Linked DNA regions of Mus musculus: all the other regions are linked to region 4. A link is a contact called in public Hi-C and HiChIP or PLAC-seq data. All regions are on one chromosome and are shown on one strand. The core of a region is the stretch at or near the end of the contact, and the rest is flanking DNA. Distances in the headings are between cores, read along the strand shown.

Region 1 (2,927 bases), core at 285-2,784, 1.5 Mb before region 4:
AGAGTATACGTTTAGGAGAGAAAAGAAGAAAGGGCACAGAGTCGGGAGGCTTAGAAGATGGAAGGTTCTGGAAGGAGTTGGGAGAGGGAAAAGTATGATCAGAATATATTGTATGCAAATTTCATTTTCAATTAAGAAAAAGAGAGTTCAAGGAGTTTAGGCTGAGGATGCTGGCACTTATATACCCTGAATCTCAACATGTGCAAGGCTGAGCCAGAAGGATCATGAGTTTGAATTCAGTATGTAGTACATAGTGAAAATTAGTCTCAAACTATCATAAACAAATAAGTAAATACTGATAAGTTATTCTCTACCAGTGAAACAAGCCAATTCAAGCCAAATTAAAATATATAAAGGCAGGTTTATTGGGAGGCAGATCTTGGGCAGATTTACTGGTCCCAAGGAACAAGGCCAGAGAAGTTGCCATGGGAAGGGAGACAGAAAGGAGGGGCAAGAGAAATCGAGAAAGAGCATGTACAAGCAGGGAGAGAGAGAAAATGCAGAGGCGTATGGGAGACCACAGTGTGTGGATTATATAAGGAGAAGCTTCTGGGAGAGGGGAAGCCCAGCCCCTGGACTGGAAGGAACTGTTAACAGGCAAAGGCACTGTGCTTAATTAAAAGATGGTTTTCACAGTATGCCAGACATGCTTGTAACATGTAGGGACTGAGGAATCCTGGGAGAACCTGGAGCCAGGTCCTCTTTGACATGTTAAATAGGCACTTCAGCATCCTTTCTGGGTCTGAAACCCAATATAGGGAAAGAAGGTAAGATCAGGAGTCAGGTATTCCTTGGACTCAATCCATATCAAAAACAGTACTAAAATAGTTGTTCTATCAAGTGTTTGGACATTGGCTCAAGCCACGAAGCAGAAACTTCTAGTTTTTGGTTGTATCAGGTGTTAGCCATTGACTTAGTGCGTCATGGGAATGTCAAGCCCTTCTGGTTTAGGGAGATAAGTAGATGTGCGCCTAGTGGGTTTGCACAGAACACAGAGACCTGAGGGCAGCAGCTTTGCTGCTCATATTCTCACTCCATATGCCTCATGGTTATTAATCTGGAGTGTTCATTTAATATGCCATCTCCAAGGGTCACTTATTCTTTTATTCCCCATGTATATATTTTACTTCAATCAGCATTAAATAGGTTATTATATGCAAGTACCAGTAAAAACAGTCTATTGTTAAAATAAGTCTCCCCCCCCCCCCATCCTCAGTGTGTTTCGACTTGGGCTTAAATCCTGTTTCCCTTGACATTCTTGCACCAGATGTCTTAGGTTTTACCTTAAACAGAAAAGAATTGCTCTTCAGTGGGGCAATTGAGTCTTCAGAAATAGGAGCTTATGTTCAGCTTATCAAATTTGGATCCAGCTCCTCCTCCATGATAATTAACATGCAATGATATTCCCGAGTCTTTTTCCCCTGGCAGGGTCCTGGCAGACTTTTCAAGGTTCAAGCTGGTTCTAAATAACACTAAGATAAATCTTTGCTTTTGTCACACTGTTGAGTCGCTAATAAAGAGAGCAGGCAGGCATTGTGGCGGGCTTTCTTTGGTCAGAGAGCCCTTAATGGTGTGTCAGGATTATATAATTCACCCTCCAAGAGCATCCAAAAGAGAGATAAATTGTTTGGTTGGGAGAAATTAACCGCGGATTGATCCTATCTGTTTTAATTTAACACAGGATGGCTTAGACTACTCCTAGGAGCAGATGGGCTATTGATCTGACAATAGGATAATCAGAGCATCAAAGCTGGGGTGGGAGAGCGAAGGGAGGGGCTTCCGAAGCGCTTGGGACTTTGCCAGAGTATTCCTCTTGGAACGAAAGCCATCTTTTAATTGGGCACGCGCCTTTGCCTGCTAACAGTCCTTATGATCAGTAAGAGCTCCCAAGGACTGGACCTGCATGGAGTTTTCCTGTAAAGAGCTTATGCTGGGCGTGCTGCTTGGCAGAGGGATGCAACTTGGCAGTGGAAGGGTGTAAACTGTGGGGGAAGGAAGGGAGCAAGGAGTTGGATACTGTGCTCTGGGAAGCCGCTGCTGAAAAAAGATGGAGACAGAGATAGCAGAGTTGGAATTAGAATCATCTGGTTAAACTCAGAGGCTACACAGTCTTCCTTTCTGCCTTTTTTTTTTCTTTAAATAAACATTCTATTTTCCTGCTACCAATTTGTTTTACTTCTGCCTAATTTACACATACTACACTTATCAATAATCTTCTCCCTGATCTCAAGGGTGAGGTTTCTTTGGGAGCCAGGTAAAGGTGTATATGGAAGCTGAGTGTCTCCAGGGTGTTAGGGTTGGGGCCATGCCCTTCTTTTGTACCTGCAGTTTTGCTTGTGAGTTAGGTGTCTCCTCTGGCTCGTGGACACTCAGTTAAAAGCTCATGGCCCCAGATGCTCCCAGATGGGTCAGGCAGAGTTCTTGGGATGCTATGGTGACTACTAGGTCAGGATGCCCTGACACATAACCCAGTTGAAGACCCAGCCAAGGCCAAGTATCAAAGGGCAAATGCAGTCCAGGGGGTCAGGGAAAGGGCAAATAAGTCTTGTGAGGGACACTTGGGACTTTGACAAGCTGAGTCTGCCTGACTTTGAGAAGAGCCTGCGTCATTCATGTCAAGGGTCCTCTTTGGGGATGAAGTAGTAGTAGTGGCTGACCATGGAGAATCCTAGTTTGCCCTGGGGTTTGGTCCATTAGTAAAGCTCTGAGGGGTGTCCAATGCAGCAGGAATGTGCAGATCTCTCTCTCTCTCTCTCTCTCTCTCTCTCTCTCTCAATCTCTCTCTCTCTTTCTCTCTCTCTCTAGGTGACAGCAAGTCTTAAAAAACAAACTTGAACTGCTCTTGGTAAGGGCAATAAACGGCAACAGTGACATGTACTTAGGTCTTTTAGTTGGGGACAAGGGGAAATGGTGGTGTAGTTTCTCCC
Region 2 (2,949 bases), core at 64-2,563, 1.7 Mb before region 4:
TCTCAGGAGATCATGGTACAACTGAAGCAGCTTGAGTAAGGCGATTCTGTATGTGTAAGAATCTATTCATGTCCCTGGACACATCTGTGCTGGTTAATTTTATGTTAGCTTGATATAAGCTACAGTCATTTGGGATCCTCCATTGAAAAAAATAAATGCCCCTAGTAGATTGGCTTGTGGTAGATTTTCTTGATTGGTGATTGACATGGGAGGGCCCAGTGCCCTGCCCCCATACCCCATTACTATACAAGAAAGCAGGCTGAGCTTGCCCTGGGAAGCAAGCCAGTTCTCCTTTAAGCTTCTGCTTCAGTCTCTGCCTCCAGGCTCCTGCCCTGATTTTCCTCAGCTTTAAACTCTAACGTGGATCTGTAAATGAAATGAGCAAGCCCTTTCCTCCCTATGTTGTTTTTGTTCATGGTGTTTTATCATAAAAATAGAAAACCTAGCTAAGACAATGCCCTTCATCCTCCTGTCTTCCCATCATCCATCCATTCATGCATCCATTAAAAGACATCTCCTGGCCAGCATGGGACTGACCTAGGCCCTCTGCATATATGGTAAGATTGTATAGCTTCATCTTCTTGTGGGACACCTAACAGTGGGAGCAGGGGCTGTCTCTGATTCTTTTGCCTGCTTTTGGGACCCTTTCCTTCTTACTGGTTGCTTTGTTCAGCCTTGACGGAAAACTGTGGTTGGGATGTAAAAAAATAACAACAACATCTCCTGGCACATGACAACACTAGAATTCTAGCTCTTTTGTTTCTGACTTCTCCAGTAAGAGAACCAAGTAAGAAGGGGGAAAACAAAAACAAAAACAAAAACAAAAAATCCAACAACCCAGAAGTTCAGAGATGCCTATGTTGAAAATGCCCCGGAGCTTTTATGTTCATACTCCCAATAAACATGCAAGATGAATGCCATTTGATTCTGTCCTCTTTTTGTTGTAAAAGCACAGAGGTCTGGAACAGCTGTATCTTTGCACAGCTGTACAACTTGCTCAAAGGAACAGAAATGCACATCTATGGGCTATGTAGTATGCACTAGGTATGGCCTTCATGTTCACAATCTTACTGCACTGGGCACAACACTGAACAGAAATTTGTGTGTTTACATGTGTGTGTTTATGTGTGTGTGTGTGTGTGTGTGTGTGTGTGTGTGTGTGTGTGTGTGTGTATTTGATACAAATAAATGAGAAACAAGGGTACTGAGAAGTTATGGACTTGTTTACGTCATGGGTAGGAAGTGAAGCCTCTGGTCTTCCTATGGCCTCATGCTGTCTCCCCAGAGAACACACAGGGTCAAAGCTGTCACCTACTGCTAACCCTGACTCAGTGAGAGGCATCCTGGCTTTCTTCCCCTTTTCTTTCAAAGTTTCAATGAGAAGGGTCAGAAAGGAAAACCACAGCAGCAACATAAATAGCAGAGGAAGGACGAGGGTCGGAGAAGGGTCTTGGGAGTAAATGGTGGTTTGAAGATAACGTTTTGGACCAGGGCTGGGAACCTGGAAAACACAGACCTCCAAAAGACCGCCTTTTTCCGTTGACATTTCTGGAATGGTTGTGGGCCAGCTTTTCTTTCTTCTCTCAGCCCTGTCTCAGCAATGGCAGAGTCTTGTCATCTTTTGAGAGCTCTTCATGGACTCTCTGGGAGACGGTTCTCTGTCTGTTGGCCCTGACGCTTGTTCTCATTATTTCCAGCCCTTTCTGGATACACACTGCACTTGTGTGTGACCACCATCTTATTATAAGTGATCCCAGATCTAGACCTCCAGCCCATGTCTGCCCTGGCACACCATCTGTCTCACTCATGAAGGTGCCCAGTACCACTATCTCCAGGGAAGCCCCTCTCCTCCCACATTCCTAACTTCAGATAACAGAGACACTCCAAACAAGGTGTCTTTTTCTTCTTCTTCTTCTCCTTATTTACATTTCATACGTTTTCCCCTTTCCAGGACTCCCCTTCAGAAACCCCCTATCCTATCCCTTCTCCCCACTCACCAAAGCAGTTGATTGTCTTATCTCATGGTCTCTTGTTTCTGAGTGCCTGAGTACCTAATTAGTCTACGTGCTGGTTTAAAAGCAGAAAAATGAGGTATTAACCCTCATCTGCCTCCCAGCCCACAATATTATGTTGTGTGTGTTTGTGAGTTAGGCATCAGGCATTGAAGAGAATGCTCCCCCCCAATTTTTCTAATTGGATATTTTATTTATTTACATTTCTTTTTTTTAATTAGGTATTTTCCTCATTTACATTTCCAATGCTATCCCAAAAGCCCCCCATACCCTCCACCCCACTCCCCTACCTACCCATTCCCACTTTTTGTCCCTGGCATTCCCCTGTACTGGAGCATATAAAGTTTGCAAGTCCAATGGGCCTCTCTTTCCAGTGATGGCCTACTAGGCCATCTTTTGATATATATGCAGCTAGAGTCAAGAGCTCTGGGGTACTGGTTAGTTCATAATGTTGTTCCACCTATAGGGTTGCAGATCCCTTTAGCTCCTTGGGTATTTTCTCTAGCTCCTCCATTGGGGACCCTGTGATCCATCCAATAGCTAACTGTGAGCATCCACTTCTGTGTTTGCTAGGCCCCGGTGTAGTCTCACTAGAGACAGCTATATCAGGGTCCTTTCAGCAAAATCTTACTAGTGTATGCAATGGTGTCAGCGTTTGGAGGCTGATTATGGGATGGATCCCTGGATATGGCAGTCTCTAGATGGTCCATACATTTGTCTCAGCTCCAAACTTCGTCTCTGTAACTTATTTACATTTCAAATGTTATCCCCTTTCCCTGTTTCTGCTCTGGAAACTTCCTATCCCATCCGTTCTCCCCTTGCTTCTATGAGGGTGCTCACCCACCTTCCCACCCACTTCTACTTCCCTGCCCTGCCAATCCCCTACTCTGGGGCATGGAGACTTCCCAGGACCAAGGGTCTCTCCTCCCATTGATGT
Region 3 (3,355 bases), core at 495-2,994, 1.5 Mb before region 4:
TGAACAGTTACCTTACTTCTGTATCTTTTTCTGTAACAGAACTATATTTTTGTAACAGAGAGAACAGTAGCCCTTAAGGACCCTAGCACACTGACAAAGTGACATTGCTCTGAAGGGGTTGCTTGCGACGATGCTAAGGAGGGTGTCTACCAGCCAGAGGAGAAATGACAGAGGAAGAAGGCTTTCTCCAAAGGGGTTTGTTGAAAGAAGGCTGGAAAATACCTGACTTGAAAGCAATGTCTGGAAACAGGTGTTCTGTTTGTCTGTAGACAATGTGGTCCTCCACATGCTTTCTGCAGATGTTGTTGTTGATGCTGTGGTCAGGGACCACTTCCCTCTGGGTACACAACTCTAAGATCTCACTGACAAAAAGGTCATTTATACCAACTGTAAATGCAATAAAGAAGAAATTATTTAGTAGTCATAGTAAACTCATCCTGAGCCATAGACCTGGGACAAGGCAGAGGAAAAGAAATAGTAAAAAGATAATAAAGAACCTTGCTTCATATTATTATTGGAGTCCTTAGTGTTTGGAGTGAGATCCCATAGGCATAGAGATTTTCCAAGTTCTCCATAATCAATGTGATCTAAAACATTATACATGATATAGTCAAACTGACTGAACACACGTGACTTTAGATCCTTTGAGTGTGTTTCCTTGGATGTTGTGATTATTCCTCTCACCTGCAAAATGAAAAGATTTACTAAATACAGAATGTGTTCCTTCTTTTGCCATGACTTTTGCCTCAGCTTGCAGTCCATATCCTTCTATCTTGAATATTGTTAAGAAGTATTAACTAGTTTCTATATCTCTAGTCTCTACAGTATTGTCAAAGCAATATTCTTACATTTGGAGTTGAACCTTTAAAAAGATCTTTGGTGGCCGTTAAAGTTCATTCACAGAAATGGAGAAGGTAGTTTGCATCACCCCTTTATGGCCTTCTGGATTCAAGTCAACTCCTTCACAAATGCCTGTCCTAAACTGTGTTCTGTACATCTTTGCTTCTCACATTTCTACAGTTAGGAATTTGCACTCAGAGCAGGGAATAACCCATAAAAGTTCTTGAAGCTTATTTAACTAGTAGAATAGGTAGCACCTGTTGGTGCTATAAAGTCCATTTTGTTCCTACATTATGAAGGCATGAAGGTCTGCATGTAATTATGTAAACACTTCTTAGATGCTTTGCTGTACATGGAACTTAGGACATAGTTTTGCTAAGTGCAGCTGCTGTTTGGGTGGAAACATCTTGTTTAGAGACTAATCAATCAGAATTTCATAAAGGTACCTTTAATTAGGAGGGGCTTGGAGAAAAAGTACAGCCATAGAAGAATTGCAAGGACAGCCATGATGCAGAGAAAAGTCAAATGGGGACCATATGACAATTTAGAGACACGATGTACATAAAGCATGAGAAGGTGCAACATTTTTTTATAATAAGACATGGCTTCTCAGGAATAAGCAGGAAGACAAATAAAATCCAATGTCTTGAACACCATTTCCACACATCTGCCAAGCACTGAGAAAAACGGAATTTACCAGAGATCCTACTGGCATATCATTCTTTGAGTGCTAACAATTTGTGTGATAGGGAGAAGAGCTGATCTAGAAATTGAAAGATGTGAGTGCCAGAATCACATGTACCAGCGATTGTCCTGTGACCATGAGGCTACCACTACACTGTTACCTACTTGTTAAAATAACAGGCTGGAACTGAATCAATGCTTTGTTCCCGTGTCCTACCTTCTTGGCAGACATCAGTAAATGACTCATGGACTCTTCCCATGAAGCAAATACAAACCGGATGGAGATGGCTCCTGAGGTCATCCAACCTGAGTGTCCTCACATCTCAGGCACCCTGCAAATCTCATGAAAAAACAACAGAAGCTTAACCATGCCATGATTTCTCTGATTCTCTTTCCTTCTATGTTGATAAGCAGATGACTTGTCTCTAAATTGTCACTCAAATGTCACATTAGAGTGACAGAGGAGGGGCTGCTGGGAAGCTTAGCACAGTTTTCTATCAGGCACAATTTATGATGTTCACAGTGTGGACAGCTGATTCAGAAATGATATCATCATCTAGGAGATGTTAAAATACTGAGAAAGAAAACAACCCAGCTGCTCAAGTCAGTAAATCCCAAATCACCCAAAATTCAGACATATTTTAACAATGTTACTCAGGTTATAGTTTGATACTTTAACTAATATTAACAGATGATTTGAAAAGACCGCTTGCAGGTTTCATCATTGATAATACTAAGTAACCTGCATGCTCATTATAATTTCTCTTGGGATTCTGCCTTCAGCATCTAACCTGTCATAGGCTCTGGGAAGTGTTAACACATCATGAGACTGAAGCAAGTAGAGATAGGAGAGAACAGGCCAGTGTTCTAATTTAGACTCATTCTTCCCAGAGAAGCAATATTTCTCAGGAGAGTATTAGACAATTTCCCAGCACTTTCCAAATAATTGACATTTGTAACACCCTGGCGAGGTGGGCAGAGTGAAGAACGTGTCCCTGTTAGAGAAAATTGGTTCTCCATTTCCTCAGGAAAATTGTTGGAGGTTTGCTATGTGTTGAGCTCTGTCTGAGACTGCATATATAAACAAGACCAGTCTCTACAGTGGCATCACCTGAGGGAAAAGGTATGAAGTTCTTCTGGTAAACACAGGTACATATCCCTGTGTTGAGAATTCTGGTTATGATCTGTTCAAATTCCTGCCACACCTGCTTACAATTCTTTGTGATACCCAACTACAGATGAGCCAGTGGTGGTAACATAATCAGCGAGAATTTCCAGGGTATGTAGGACGGTGTGTAGTGAGACTGTGGTGTGTAATTCAGAGAAGGTCACCAAAGGAAACTAGGCAGAATAGAATCATAAAGGAGGGAAGAGCTCTATAAAGTTTGCCAAGCAGGGAAGAATGGCCTAAGGAGTCTATAATGATATGCAGAGTCTGTTTGTAGGATCATGTTGCAGCTTTACTGAAACTTGTACCACATTCCTATAGTAGGGTACATCTTATCTTCTTGTGAAGAGCACAAGTGTTAAGAGGGCAGTGTTATGCAGACAGGGATGAAGAGCTGGAGGTGATGCACGCTATTATTTCATGTCTTAGGTTTTACTGCTGTGATCAGACACTGTGACCAAGGCAACCCTTATAAGGACAACATTCAATTGGGTCTGGTTTACAAGTTCAGAGGTTCAATCCATTATCATCAAGGCAGGAACATGGCAACATCCAGGTAGGCATGGTGCTGGAGTAGCTGAGCATTCTACATCTTCATTTGAAGGCTGCTAGCAGAATACAACTTCCAGGCAGCTAGGATGAGGGTCTTAAAGCCCACACCCA
Region 4 (3,295 bases), core at 500-2,999:
CCCGTGTGCCGGCTCTCTGCGCCGCCGACCGGGTCCGAGTCCCTATTCGCGCCGTCGCCGCGCTCCTACCCAGCCGGCGCCGCCGCCCCTCTCCGCCCTCCTCTTTCTCCACCCCCAGCGCGCCCCCTTCCTTCCTTTGCCGGCTTTTCTTTCCGATTGCTGACTTGGAGGAGAGAGCTCAGTCTCCGGCTATCACAAGCCTCTCGAAATAAAAGGGGAGGGGGTGTCAAATAATAAGAGACACCTCCCTTCTACACTCTAAACCGCGACGCCACTGCACCAGAGACCCTGCAGCGATTCAGCACTGGGTGCAGGGCGTCTTCCCTCTCCCCGCCGAGGGTAGCAGCTGTTACGGAACCGCTCAGATCACGACTCACCGCAGTCTTCCTAGCAATTCAGGGGCGCGAGGGATACCCGCGGATCCCAAGTAGGAATGTGAGGATTCCCTCTGGTTTCCCCCAAGTCAACGAATCGGTCACATCCCTGTCCCAATTTTGCTTCTCCTCACTGCGCTAGCCCAACATCAAGTCCTAGTGCCGCGGGGGTCAGGCTTAAATTTTACTACGATCACTATTTTTAAAGCCAAAATAGCAACTTCTTAAAAGGCTCAGGGACGGGTTGCGATCGCCGCCGGGGATTGGCGGGCGGGACGCACCTCCGTGTCGGTCCCAGGCTGTCAGAAATGCACCAAGCTGAAATTTAAATGCCCTCTCAGAGACTGGTAAGTCAGAAGCTACGGAGCCTTCTCGCTCCCAAACGCAAAAGGTAATCCCTTCTCCAAAGACCTCAGGATTCCAAGGGCTTTCTTTGGCCACCACGAAGCGACCTCCCGGTTTGACCCCTCAAAGGACACATATCAATTAATGTAGCAAAGCAAGAATGTCCAACCGGCCGGGTCAGCGTCAGCCCATAGTAACCTCGGGAACCCCGCTTCAAAATGCATCCCGGTTTTTCCCTTCCCCTTTCCTCTGTCATCTTGACAAGTCGCTCTACCCCGACTCAGATCTACCCCAGCCTACCCCAACTACTCTTGAGAAAAGTGTCAAAAGCACAGGAATGGAAGAAAGACTGTCCTAACCGGCCGCTACATTCAAGACGCAGAAAGAACACAGGGAAAGACCACCAGATCTGTGCTTACCGGGGTTTCCAACGCCCAAAGGAAATCCAGCCTTCAAACAGCTCGAGGAGCTCTTTTCAGGAGAGCTGATCGCGGGCAGAGGCAGAGAACACTGTCCCCAAATAGACAAAAATTCCCTCCCCGGAGCCTGGGGAGTCCTGTCCTGGCTCGCAGATTGTAAGTTCCAGTGAGAAGTGTCTGCCCGCTGCAATGGGCAAAGTTTCCCAGCGGCGGCGAGGGTTGCGGCCGCTGATGTTGGGTCAGTCGCAGGGTTGGGGAGAGTGGGCGGCAGGCTCGGAGGCAAAGCCCCTCTCACTCCAGAGCTGCCTTCTTAGGTCGCCCCGGAGCGCGGCTCTGCACACACGGCTCTTCCAACCGTCCGCTCACTCCCTCTGTCTCTCGCTGGAATTACTACAGCGAGTCAGAAAAAAACGCCCGAAAAGCTTCTTTTATACTGCGACTCAGGATCCCTCCCCTCCCTTCTTTTTCCCGCCAAGCGTCGGCGAAGCCCTGCCCTTCAGGAGGCAGGAGGGGAGCTGAGTGAGGCGAGTCGGACCCGGCAGCTGAGAGCAGCGCAGCCCAGGGGTCCTCGGCCGCGCAGACCCCCGGAATATAAAGGGCGGGTGGGCGGGGATTAGCCAGAGAATCTCTCTTTCTCCCTTCCCCACCTCTCTCTATTTTTTTTTCCTCCTCTCGCTTCCCCGCCCTCTGCTTTGGGAACTCGGGAGGGGGGCTAGTGGGGAGCCGGGGAAAGAGGAGGAGGAGCCTCAGCCCCGCAGCCCAGTACTCCGGCTCCGGGGTGTAAACAGTAATAGCGCAGCATGAATTAACTGCGCGCCCGACCATTTTCTCTTGCTCGCGCGCTAGTCCTTTCCCTTTCTGTACGGTTGTTCGGGCGCAGCGCTCGGCTGAACTGTGTTCTTGCCCTGCGTATATCAGTCACCGCAGGTGGAACAGCTGCCTCGCTCCACACAATACGCCATGTACCCTGGACCGCGTCACGCACGTCCCGGGCGGCCAGGCGTCTCTCTAAGGCTGGGGAAAACAGAATTTAGAAAGGGGGAAGGACGAACGAATGAGTTATCTAGGAGCCCCCGCTCAGTGTGTGGAGTGATAGAGGGTGATCAACCGCAGATGAGGTCTATGCAGGAAAAACGATGTCTGGAATTTTATTAAAATTGCTCAGCAACTCACTGCCACGTATACTTGGAGAGCCACTTAGGGATAAACAGCCACTCCATCTCGCGGGGAAGGCATTGTGTATTTTGCCTTTGGTCGTACAGTTATGTTGACTGGGCACATTCTTTCCAGAACGACCCCCCCCCCCAATTTGCTGCCAAAAGGCAGATTCCCCCCCCCCCCCACACACACACTCCAGCACCTCCGGTTCGGACTTCCACCCGGCGGGTGGTGTGGAGGCGGCTCTTTCCCCTGTAGGTCTCCCTGCGCAGTCCAGTAAAGTGGCGGCGGGTGCGCTCTACCCGGCTCCTCCGGGAGGAGTCTCTGCCGGTCTACACCCCATACACCTCCACACAGTTCCAGGGCCACAGTCGGTTTTCACAAGAGGCAAATCCTCTTTGCCCCTGTGGAGCCAGTTTGCAGCAGACTCTGGTTTAGGAGCTGGGGTGGGGAAAATCAAGGCGCTAGACGCGAGAATATGCCATGAATTGGGGGGTTGGGGAAAACCCGGACTTCCCAGAAAGGGGGAGGAGTGAATTGCCAACCCAGATCTGGGGAGCCTGCAGAGACCCTAGAATAAAGAAAACCGTTAACCCCTTCCTCCCAGGACAAACCCAAGCTTTCCCCTTTTATTACTGGAATCGTAATTATGCACTTAAAAAAAAAAGTCGGCCCTGATCAGATCAAAGTAACGTTACATTTTTGCCTTCGTATGTGTGTGTTAAGCTAATTAAAAGCTGATTTTAATTTATACATTAATTTCCCAGTTTCCTTTTTCCTGAATACTACGCTGTGCATTCTGTACAATCCCCAAACGTATACATACACACTTTATATATACACGATAATCTAGCTTATTAACCAACCAGAAACATGAGTCTTTTGCTCTGTGCATTGGTTCTAGATTTATTATATAATGCATATTCCCTCGGGATTTGCTTATCCTACACTTTAAAACCCAAAGAAGTCTTCTTATTCCGGACTCCTCGCCCCAAGGCA
Region 5 (2,957 bases), core at 435-2,934, 1.6 Mb before region 4:
TATTTTCTTCATTTACATTTCCAATGCTATCCCAAAAGTCCCCCTATGTCCTCCCCCCCTATTCCCCTACCCACCCACTCCCACTTTTTGGCCCTGGTGTTCCCCTGTACTGGGGCATATAAAGTTTGCAAGACCAAGGGGCCTCTCTTTCCAGTGATGGCTGACTAGGCCATCTTTTGATACATATGCAGCTAGAGTCAAGAGCTCCGGGGTACTGGTTAGTTCATAATGTTGTTCCACCTATAGGGCTGCAGATCCTTTAGCTCCTTGGGTACTTTCTCTAGCTCCTCCATTGGGGGCCCTGTGATCCATCCAATAGCTGACTGTGAGCATCCACTTCTGTGTTTGCTAGGCCCCGGCATAGTCTCACAAGAGACAGCTATATCTGTATATCTGGGTCCTTTCAGCAAAATCTTGCTAGTGTATGCAATGGTGTCAGCGTTTGGAGGCTGATTATGGGATGGATCCCTGGATATGGCAGTCTCTAGATGGTCCATCCTTTTGTCTCAGCTCCAAACTGTGTCTCTGTAACTCCTTCCATGGGTGTTTTGTTCCCAGTTCTAAGAAGGGGCAAAGTGTCCACACTTTGGTCTTCATTCTTCTTGAATTTCATGCTTTTAGCAAATTGTATCTTATATCTTGTGTATCCTAAGTTTCTGGGCTAATATCCACTTATCAGTGAGTACATATTGTGTGAGTTCCTTTGTGAATGTGTTACCTCGCTCAGGATGATGCCCTCCAGGTCCATCCATTTGCCTAGGAATTTCATAAATTCATTCTTCTTCTTCTTTTTAAGAGAAGAAAATCCACCAATGCAATCCACTATATAAACAAACTAAAAGAAAAAACTGACAGGATCATTTCATTAGATGCTGAAAAAGCCTTTCATGAAATCCAAGAATCTTTAATAATGAAAGACTTGGAGATATTAGTGATATATGGGAAATAAATTGCCTTTAGTAAATACCAAATTAAATGGAGAGTATCTCAAAGCAACCTCACTAAAATCAGGAACAACACAAGGCTGTCTAATCTCTCTATATCTAATCAATATAATAACTGTAGTTCTAGCAGGAGCAGTAAGATAGCTGAAGGAGATCAAAGAGATACAAATTGGAAATGAAGAAGTCAATGTATCACTATTTGCAGATGTTATGATAGTATAAATAAACAAACCCAAAATTCTACCAGGGAACTCCAAGAGCTGATGTATGCCTTTAGTGAAATAACTGGATACAAGATTAACTTTAAGAAAATCAGTAGCCCTCCTATACACAAATGACAAATGGGCTAAGAAAGAAATCAGGGAAATAATACATTTCACGATAGCCACAAGTAGTACAAAATATCCTGGAGTAACTCTAATCAAGCTAATGACACAGAGATCCCTTTATAATGAATTTAGTGGTTGTCTCAGCCAGCTTTGTTTATTTTTTTTTCCAGCCAGTTTTAAGCAGTCCTATATTTTCATTGCTAGGGACTTGGCTTTGAGAGGTTAAAGCCTCATGCCATTAGCTCACTGTCTGCTTTTTACTTGTGGTTGAAGATGTGCGCTCTCATTTTCCTGTTCTTGTGACTTGTTTGCCACTTTTCATGGCTTTCTTAAATGATGGACCCTTATTCCTCTGAAACCCTACGCCTGAATTAGCTTACTTCCATAAGTCGCATTTCATCACAGCACCGGAAAGGTAACTAATACAGCTGTGTGGTTGCATCAGCCTCTTGTGCCAGCCAGTTTAAGTCTTTTCCTTATGCTTATGTAGCCGACTTTTGTCTCCTATTGGCTAAAGGAAGATCTGAGACCACATAGGGCATAAGAGAGATTTCTCTGCCTCTATTCTGCCTAGTCCTTTCAGCAACTGTGGTGCTATTAGCATATCTTCAGCTGAAAAGATCACTCAGGGGCACAGAGTGCTTTAATTTCTCCAGGTAGGACATGATACATAAATATTTCATATGTACTAAGCAATTGCAAATCATTGCATCTTTCTGGAAAGTCGACTTTCATAAATTAGTCAATGTTTGGCTTGGATTAATATTTATTATATTAACATTTACATTAAATTACATTAAAATATCAATTTAAGCATGCATCTAGCAAATCCAATTCACAATCGTGGGATATTTGCAATGTATTCATTGAATAATCAGACATTTATAAATTGTTCTAAGCCATTTCTCAATATATAGCAAGATATACCAAGGGCGCTCTTTGAGAAAAACAAATTATACTCTCTCAAGGTGATTTTGGCCTCTTGGTGTATATCAGGAATCTTAGATTTTTAAAAATTACCTAATATGCATCTTAATGTTAATAACCTAACCCTAATAGTAGTCAATATGTATGAAAGAAAAAATTTCACATATTTATAAATGAACTATAGTATACTATTATGTAATATATAAACACAAACATAAAGACATGAATGTAAGTGTACAGAATTCATATACATATGCTGGTTAATAGGTCCTTCCTGTCATGTATTAAGTATTTATACTAAGCTTTGCTTTGGGTTGTTCACATTATTTTCATACTGAATACTTGCAGGATTCCCTCAAGGTAGATATTGATAATCTTTCTTTAGAGACAAAGCTATTTAAGTTAAGAAAAGTTAAGTATTTGGTGAAAGACAGTAATGACTGGTGGTGGAGCTTGCCTTTGAACAACTGAGCCTTTTACCTTCACAGTTCCTCCTTTTAAACACTGAATGATAAAGCTTCCTGCCAAGCATTCATAGAATCAATTCTCACAGATCTTTCAGACTTTCCCAGGAAGAATTTTTTAGCATCTACTGCTGTTATTGTACAAAGGAAGAATCTGAAGTCCAGAGAGTTTGAAGTAGTCCATTCAGAACATTTAAAAAGCCCGCATTAGACTTGTAACCTTATGCTGAATAAAGACTATGTTTTTTTTTTTTTACTTTTACCACTTAAAACTAAAATAACAATACAACAAA
Region 6 (3,189 bases), core at 487-2,986, 1.5 Mb before region 4:
ACTGAAAGAGAATGCCTGTCAATGAATGAATTTCATTCAAGGTAACCTCTGGCATGGACAAAGAAGGAATCTGCCGAGAAATTTAAGTGCCTCAGGATTTTTGACTTCCCATGCCCATTTTAGACTCACTCTTTATGCTTGGTATTCAGCAAAGAAACCTTTATTAAAAATCATTTGATAAGATGGGTCATCTGCTTTTAAGTCTCCATAGTAGCTGGCTGGGCAGGAAAGATGTTAAAGTTGTATGTCAGAGAAAGAGAAAAAGAGAGAGAGAGAGAGAGAGAGAGAGAGAGAGAGAGAGAGAGAGAGAGACAGAGACAGAGACAGAGAGACAGAAAGACAGAAACAGACACAAGAGAGACAGAGAGAGACACAAGAGAGACAAAGAGAGATAGAGAGAAAGAGACATGGAGAAACAGAAAGAGACAGAGAGACAGGTAGGGAGATAGACAGACAGGTAGAGAGACAGAGATAGACAGGAACATAGACTGAGACACAGAGACAGCCAGAGTCAGAGAACAGAGGGACAGAGACAGAGAGAGCTAGAGATAGAGAAATTAGAAGATAACAATTTTATATTCCTGAATGGGACACACTATTCCTTCTTCATCATCCCTTTCTCCAGTTCATTCAGTTACCAGATATTCAACCACTTACTCAAGTCATAAATGTCAATTTCTGGTCTAAATATGGGTATTTGTTGATTTGTTCAATTTGGGGTGGTAAAGAAGGTTCTTTTAAAAAAATAGCCATGTTGAGAGGTAGCTAACTTACTAAGACAAACACTTAAAGAACACAACCCAATAGTTTTATTATATTCACAGAGTCATACAGCCATTTCTAGAGTATTTTTATCATCTCCTCAAACAGACCCCACTTTCATCAGTAATCATGCCTCACATGATTATGCAGTAGCCCTCTACAAAGCTTGTTGAAATCTCTGGGAAGTAAATGCTCTAGGATTGGACACCTCAGTGAGCTACGCAATATGTAAACTATTATGAGCGAAACATTTTCCAGGCGCTAGCAATAGGGGGAGAACCACAAGAGATGGCCAACCAATCTCATCTCTCTGGGAACTGATGTTGTATGCTGGAGTAGACAGATGGATTCCACGTGAAAAACAAAGTCCAGGAAAAAAAAACAAAACAAAACAAAAAAAAAAAAAACCTCTTGTTAGTGACAGAGTGAGCCAGGCTTTCTGCCACGTTACTAGTAAGTTGGGGATTGACATGTGTGTGATTTCAAAGCCTGTGTTTGCTAAAGGAGAACCTGACATTAAAATCTCAGCTGAATAAAACTTCTGGATGCTTTACTATAGCCAGCTGTGCATATCTCTGGATTTGTTGCCTTCCTAGCCAGCTGCCTTCTAAGAGTTTTCATGGTGTTTCCAAAGAAAATGTAAAGTAAACAACTCAAGGATCCTTGGTTATCAGCAGCCAATGCAAAGGCTTTTCTGCCCTGGATACCGTCAGCTTAACCAATAGTATCTTTGTTAGCAGAATTATGGGGGTGGGAGTTGGGAGAGAAGAGTCAAAGGGTAATTAAAGTGACTTACATTTCTCTTTCTTCCTGCTATAATCCTGAGGATTTGAGTTCTTCAACAAATCAAATTCAGTTTGAGTTTTAACCTTCTTACATGAAAAGCCAGGTTTAAAAATAGCCTTTCATGCCCCGGTGACTGTAAACAAACATTGGTGTGTGGAGTCGACTGAAGGGCAGCAGACATTACATAGCCCTGCAGGAATGTGGAATTTAATATAAATGGAGTGACTCTCCTACATATGTTCAGTGTCTTTGCTCTGTATTGCCGGCAGAGTTCTTTGGGGGAAGGGAGAAGAATCATCATTAAATGTTGGAGCTGAAAAGAACTTTAGAAATCATGGAGACTTTGTTGCTACATTTCTGAAGTGGAGTGACCAAGAACCGGATAGTGCTAGTGAACTAGTTTTAGTGAGAGCCAGAAACTGGGGCAGAATCAGCTCCTCCCCTATTTCTTTGAGGCCTCCGTGGTCCGATATCAACAGAATACTTGACCAATATATACTATGATATTTAAAAAACAGGGACCATCCATTCATATATCTGTGAATAGACTCCCGATTGCCATGGATATGGGATATGTCTATTTGCTGGGTTTGGGATCTTGGAGAGCTACTTTACACTGTCTGGTAAATTACAACAAAGTAGTCAATTTAACTTTTGAGAAACAAGTGTAGATCTTCTATGTTGAGTTGTTGGGACAGCCTCGTGCAATAAGTAAATAAATGTTTCAGATCTTAGTTGATATTTAAGTTGTATACACTTTCTTTTCTTTTTACCGCCTCCTTTCTCTTCAGAATGTTTCCACATTCCTTTGAGGTTTTAAAGACATTGGTGGAAAACTACCATTTCTCTGTACAACTGTAGGAGTTACTTTCCTCTTGCTGTGATAAAACACCATGATCAAGGTAAGTTATAGAAGAAAGAGTTTATTGTACTTTCTGTTCCAGAGAGGTAAGAGTCTAGGATGGCAGAGTGGAAGGATGGAAGCTGGATCAGGAAGTTCAGAGCTTACATCAGTAAAAGAAAGCACAAGCAAAAAGAAAGCAATGGCACATGGCATGGGCTTTTAAACCCCTTATACCTACCTCCAATGACATACTTCCTCCAACAAGTCTATACCTCTTAAACTTGCCCACAAAACACCACCAAATGGAGACCATGATTCTTTGCGGGGACATTCTCATCTAAATTCTGATATGGTCCAAGGTGATCATTATGGTAATTACAGCTGTTCCCATTTACTGAATGCCTTACTATATTTGAGACACTTTGTGAACATTGACTCTTATTTTCATGGAAATCTTATTATTATCCTTTCCTTGTTAGGGCTGAATAAAAGCAAGTTCAGAAGGGATGACTAATTTGAGGACCTCACGCCACATGTCTTTAAAGCCTGTGCTCACCTCTATTCTTATGTCACCTCACTGGGTATGATGACAAACATACCTTTTAGTGCTCACCATAAAGTCTTGAGAAAATAATGAGCATGGAAATACCAAATGAAACAAAATCTACTTGGGATTCTTAAACCATGGGTATAAGGAAAGAAAGGTAGACATATTCAGATAGCATAAAGAGCTATCACGAACAGAGTATAGATACAGTTTAAGTGCTAGAAATAAAAATGGACTGATTTTGGAGTTG
Region 7 (3,363 bases), core at 131-2,630, 1.6 Mb before region 4:
TCTCAGGCCTGGCAGACCCCCGTGCTCTCACCAGGAAGGTGGCCGGCTATCTGGAGCTCAATTTTATGATATCTTAATTGCTTTCTATCCTTATACCTACATATCCATGAGCCAGATATCTCCTTTGTTGTCTGTTTATCACTTTAAATAAAAAACTTTAAACTTTTGAGAATTTTATAAATGAGTACTGTATTACATTATTTCCATCCCTCTCTTTCTTTATTCTGACTCTTTGTCCCCCCCTTTAAAATTTATGACCTCTTCTTTTACACAGACACAGACACATACACACACAGACACACACACACACACACACACACACATACACACATACATATACACATTCACACACACACATAAACACAGATATCCACACATCCACACACATCCACACACACACACACACACACACACACACACACACACACACATATATATATATATGCATATACACACACACATATACACATATACATAACATGCCCACATATACATACATATACACACATACACATATATATACACATACATGCACACATATATACACACATTCACACACACATTCACAGATATGTATATATAGATACAACCTGCTCAATCTATTTAGTGTTGCTCATATATGTGCATATGTATATGTATGTGTACTCTGTGTGTGTGTGTAATGAGAGGAAATAGTTTAGGATTGAATAACCTGTTAGAGGACTCAACTGTGGAAAATGATAGCTTCTCTCAGCAGCCATTGTCTGTAGCTTTTCATCTAGGAGTGGAGCCTTGTGAGATTTACTCCATTATGCTGAAAGTCACCAGATGTTGCCATTGTTTTGATCTTGATTAGGTGACCATATTGTTGAGTTTTCTAGACTGGAGCCTCCCTGTTATGTATAAAAGACACACCCTTACAGTTTGTGTCCTGTCCCTTTGGCTCTTATTATGTTTCTACCTGCCTCTTCCCTGATGTTCCCTAAGCCTTAGGGGCTGGTGTTTATTGTAGGGTTGGGACCCCATCATTGCTCTGTCCACGTAGACCAGTCATGATATGTGTGAATAGATGTGGATTTCTGTGATGGTCTCTAGCAGTTCCAATAAAAAGCTTATTTGATGACAGTGAAAGCTACAGTTACCTGTTGGTGTAAGAGTAAGTGTTTGGAATGGAGTTAGAGGTTATAATGATTTTGAAAATTTGCAGCAGTAAGTTAGGTTGTCCTCTGGCATTCTCTTACATTTTTCACTAAAAAACAAACAAACAAACAAACAGACAAACAAACAAACAAACCATTTCTACGGGCTAAGGGTGTAGTTCTGGGACAGAGTACTTGCTGAGCATGTTTAAGGCCTGGACCCTCTCTGTCACTGCAAGAAACAAAGACCCAAATAAGCAAACAAGGCTTATTTTTGGATGATGTGTAGTTGGATGATCAAACCAAAGCAAACCAAACCACTTCCTGCTCAACTTCAAGGCAGATAAAATTCCAGCACTGAAGGGAGGAGATGGGCAGGAAGCCTTCCCTCCAGCTGAGGAGTAATGTTAATTTTTACATTTACCCCATGTGGTAACGCTTTATCATATTGTCCTATACTACTCTATGTATATAATAATAGTTTTAAATCATCAAGAAAAATGAACAATGGTGGTTTTTGTTGGTAGATAAGTTTGCAGTGCATTTTCCACAAGTATTTCCTCTGTCAGCTTTGAGAAGTGTATGCATAATTTAAAGCAGCAGCAAACTGTACCCAGAGGCCTCCTGAGACTTGCTCAGGGACTCTTGCTACTGAGTAGCAAAGTTAGACAAACCCCTGCGCTTTCTTATCTTAAATATTGTGTTCTTACATCCAGTTTCAGTCTGTGGGGGTATTTAACATGAGGTATGTTTTTTTAAAGGTTTTATAAAGTATGAAGATTGGCTTTTGTTTTCTGAGAAGCACATTTTTGCGGATGACATAACTTCTGATCCTGAAATGCAGTATTGTAATTAATGCCATCATAGTACTTTCAGTGTGCCTCTTTATGGATTTCTTATAACCTTAGGAAGTCACTATGACTAAGTGTGGGAGAACTCAAGGTCAAGGGCAGAGGATATCCTACAGCTTGGATTTAAGCCCAAACAATCTGACTCTGGTTTCCTGAACCCAGCCCAGCAAGGACACTGCCTCATTGAAGGTACAACTCTAAGTGCAAGCTGCTAAATAGAATGCCACCTAGCTATGTTCATTTATTCTCAATAAATGTGAGCTTCATTTACCTCATTCTGTTAGATAGATCTGAGAGTACACTCCTTGGATACAGTTGGGAATGCTCTGGTCTTCTACTTGTAAGCTGTGGGTAATGTGCTGTATCTTTCTTCATCACTCATAGTAACAGCTGAAAGTGGACTGAATCCAAGGCCTCTGCATCATCTTGAATTCTTCCATGAGAACTGTTCCTCACTGGTAGTTCCTGCTGCTTCTCACTGCCATAGTCCTACCCAGAAGCCTCTGTTTCATAGCACTTCCTGACCTCAGGCACAGAATAAACACAATCACACAATTTATTACCATGTAATCATTATTTACCTGGGGGGGGGGTGAATTCAGAACAATAAATTCTAAATTTCACTTCCCAAAGGTCCAAACCACTCTTCCTCATTCTTGCAAATTGTCTAATCACCTTGTATAGATCAGAACTCATATGGTTGAGGAGTAATCATTATGGACTGTGAATTATTAAATCAACAACTTTAAAAATTCCTAGAAGTTTGCTACAAAGAAACAGCATAAGAGAGAAAAAAAACCCTCCCTTTTCTTACTCAGTGTTATTTATTTGGGCTGGGAATATAGCTGAGTTATCGGAGTGACAGCCTCATGTGGCCCAATGTTTTGATCCCGAGCACTGCATACACTGGATGTGGTGGTATGTTTATCCATCTAGTTAGCAGCATGAACCTGGGAAAGCAGGGCCTAAAAATGAGTCAGACTAAAGTCTTACACAATAGCCAGCTTTATTCAGAGTGCCAGGCAATTTATACTCCGAGGGTTAAGAAGAATCACAGAAGTAAGGTGTTCAATCACAATGACAAGCCACATGTGGCAAAAACATGTTTTTCCATAGAGGCATATAAATAACCATGACTAAGGTAGACTCACTCCTATCTCCTACACCTGGGAGGAGCATAAAAACACATTCCAAGAACAATTCTGTGCTTTGAAGAAGCTTATATCACAAGACTCTTGTCTTGTATTCCTGGCATTTTCTCATGAGTATTCAGAATTCTCACATAACTCCATTCTTGGACTGCATTCTGACAGTGGTATATACATACCTATAACTTCATACTTGGGGAGTAGAGGCTGCCGTTAGAGTATCTGAAGTCCAAGGTCATTCATGAC

What was found. A called contact is a pair of places that touch in the nucleus more often than the background predicts. HiChIP or PLAC-seq counts read pairs in DNA pulled down with a chosen protein or histone mark.
Region 1: a Hi-C map of uterus shows a contact between it and region 4, with 6 times the contacts expected there. The contact joins the enhancer-like site here to the promoter of Myc in region 4. A contact is called at or near these places in 4 of 39 promoter capture datasets (cranial neural crest, hippocampal neurons, liver and 1 more), 1 of 15 datasets of contacts at CTCF or cohesin (the NIH/3T3 cell line), 8 of 484 Hi-C or Micro-C datasets (the HL-1 cell line, the N1E-115 cell line, cerebellar granule neurons and 2 more), 15 of 115 datasets of contacts at active chromatin or transcription factors (the 230-238 cell line, the SCID.adh cell line, SST interneurons and 12 more) and 1 of 9 other capture datasets (adipose tissue).
Region 2: a contact with region 4 is called in an H3K4me3 HiChIP or PLAC-seq map of bone marrow-derived macrophages, with 22 times the contacts expected there. The contact joins the enhancer-like site here to the promoter of Myc in region 4. A contact is called at or near these places in 13 of 39 promoter capture datasets (the C10 cell line, the HPC-7 cell line, cranial neural crest and 9 more), 3 of 15 datasets of contacts at CTCF or cohesin (the NIH/3T3 cell line, large pre-B cells and pro-B cells), 15 of 115 datasets of contacts at active chromatin or transcription factors (the 230-238 cell line, the SCID.adh cell line, SST interneurons and 11 more) and 1 of 9 other capture datasets (embryonic stem cells).
Region 3: a contact with region 4 is called in an H3K4me3 HiChIP or PLAC-seq map of the SCID.adh cell line, with 11 read pairs. The contact joins the enhancer-like site here to the promoter of Myc in region 4. A contact is called at or near these places in 5 of 39 promoter capture datasets (the 3T3-L1 cell line, the C10 cell line, the HPC-7 cell line and 2 more), 1 of 15 datasets of contacts at CTCF or cohesin (large pre-B cells), 1 of 484 Hi-C or Micro-C datasets (Sertoli cells) and 14 of 115 datasets of contacts at active chromatin or transcription factors (the NIH/3T3 cell line, the SCID.adh cell line, acute myeloid leukemia and 11 more).
Region 5: a contact with region 4 is called in an H3K4me3 HiChIP or PLAC-seq map of the SCID.adh cell line, with 10 read pairs. The contact joins the enhancer-like site here to the promoter of Myc in region 4. A contact is called at or near these places in 13 of 39 promoter capture datasets (the 3T3-L1 cell line, the C10 cell line, the HPC-7 cell line and 9 more), 2 of 15 datasets of contacts at CTCF or cohesin (large pre-B cells and pro-B cells), 20 of 484 Hi-C or Micro-C datasets (the 3T3-L1 cell line, the AML12 cell line, the G1E-ER4 cell line and 16 more), 12 of 115 datasets of contacts at active chromatin or transcription factors (the 230-238 cell line, the SCID.adh cell line, T-cell acute lymphoblastic leukemia and 8 more) and 2 of 9 other capture datasets (liver and macrophages).
Region 6: a contact with region 4 is called in a Hi-C map of Sertoli cells, with 2.4 times the contacts expected there. The contact joins the enhancer-like site here to the promoter of Myc in region 4. A contact is called at or near these places in 7 of 39 promoter capture datasets (cranial neural crest, embryonic stem cells, frontonasal cranial neural crest and 4 more), 1 of 15 datasets of contacts at CTCF or cohesin (pro-B cells), 9 of 484 Hi-C or Micro-C datasets (Sertoli cells, cardiomyocytes, embryonic fibroblasts and 4 more), 13 of 115 datasets of contacts at active chromatin or transcription factors (the NIH/3T3 cell line, the SCID.adh cell line, acute myeloid leukemia and 9 more) and 3 of 9 other capture datasets (bone marrow-derived macrophages, embryonic stem cells and macrophages).
Region 7: an H3K4me3 HiChIP or PLAC-seq map of the SCID.adh cell line shows a contact between it and region 4, with 11 read pairs. The contact joins the enhancer-like site here to the promoter of Myc in region 4. A contact is called at or near these places in 4 of 39 promoter capture datasets (the 3T3-L1 cell line, hippocampal neurons, liver and 1 more), 1 of 15 datasets of contacts at CTCF or cohesin (the NIH/3T3 cell line), 1 of 484 Hi-C or Micro-C datasets (the C2C12 cell line), 10 of 115 datasets of contacts at active chromatin or transcription factors (the 230-238 cell line, DN3 thymocytes, the NIH/3T3 cell line and 7 more) and 1 of 9 other capture datasets (macrophages).

Annotation. Positions count from the first base shown.
Region 1 is chr15:63,531,443-63,534,369 of GRCm38.p6, reverse strand. No RefSeq gene overlaps it. Among named protein-coding and RNA genes, the nearest start is that of Gm25702, 52 kb to the right of the region's middle. Within about 2 kb of position 1,534, at least 28 of the 459 cell types and tissues checked have an H3K27ac peak or open chromatin away from gene starts, as enhancers often do. A contact at or near this core is called in the N1E-115 cell line, embryonic basal ganglia, embryonic cerebral cortex and 2 more, where this site is marked.
Region 2 is chr15:63,677,510-63,680,458 of GRCm38.p6, reverse strand. No RefSeq gene overlaps it. Among named protein-coding and RNA genes, the nearest start is that of 4930449C09Rik, 39 kb to the left of the region's middle. Within about 2 kb of position 1,313, at least 29 of the 459 cell types and tissues checked have an H3K27ac peak or open chromatin away from gene starts, as enhancers often do. A contact at or near this core is called in the HPC-7 cell line, bone marrow-derived macrophages, hematopoietic stem and progenitor cells and 3 more, where this site is marked.
Region 3 is chr15:63,460,845-63,464,199 of GRCm38.p6, reverse strand. The region is part of intron 1 of Gm20740 (predicted gene, 20740); the gene reads left to right. Among named protein-coding and RNA genes, the nearest start is that of Gm20740, 17 kb to the left of the region's middle. Within about 2 kb of position 1,744, at least 12 of the 459 cell types and tissues checked have an H3K27ac peak or open chromatin away from gene starts, as enhancers often do. A contact at or near this core is called in the SCID.adh cell line, where this site is marked.
Region 4 is chr15:61,983,795-61,987,089 of GRCm38.p6, reverse strand. Myc (myelocytomatosis oncogene) reads right to left here and starts at 1,749. Exons shown (of 3, transcript NM_001177352.1): 1 at 1,139-1,749.
Region 5 is chr15:63,583,623-63,586,579 of GRCm38.p6, reverse strand. No RefSeq gene overlaps it. Among named protein-coding and RNA genes, the nearest start is that of Gm25702, 100 kb to the right of the region's middle. Within about 2 kb of position 1,684, at least 1 of the 459 cell types and tissues checked has an H3K27ac peak or open chromatin away from gene starts, as enhancers often do. A contact at or near this core is called in the SCID.adh cell line, where this site is marked.
Region 6 is chr15:63,482,953-63,486,141 of GRCm38.p6, reverse strand. No RefSeq gene overlaps it. Among named protein-coding and RNA genes, the nearest start is that of Gm25702, 3.3 kb to the right of the region's middle. Within about 2 kb of position 1,736, at least 39 of the 459 cell types and tissues checked have an H3K27ac peak or open chromatin away from gene starts, as enhancers often do. A contact at or near this core is called in Sertoli cells, pancreatic cancer cells, second pharyngeal arch cranial neural crest and 1 more, where this site is marked.
Region 7 is chr15:63,557,593-63,560,955 of GRCm38.p6, reverse strand. No RefSeq gene overlaps it. Among named protein-coding and RNA genes, the nearest start is that of Gm25702, 78 kb to the right of the region's middle. Within about 2 kb of position 1,380, at least 19 of the 459 cell types and tissues checked have an H3K27ac peak or open chromatin away from gene starts, as enhancers often do. A contact at or near this core is called in the NIH/3T3 cell line, the SCID.adh cell line and pancreatic cancer cells, where this site is marked.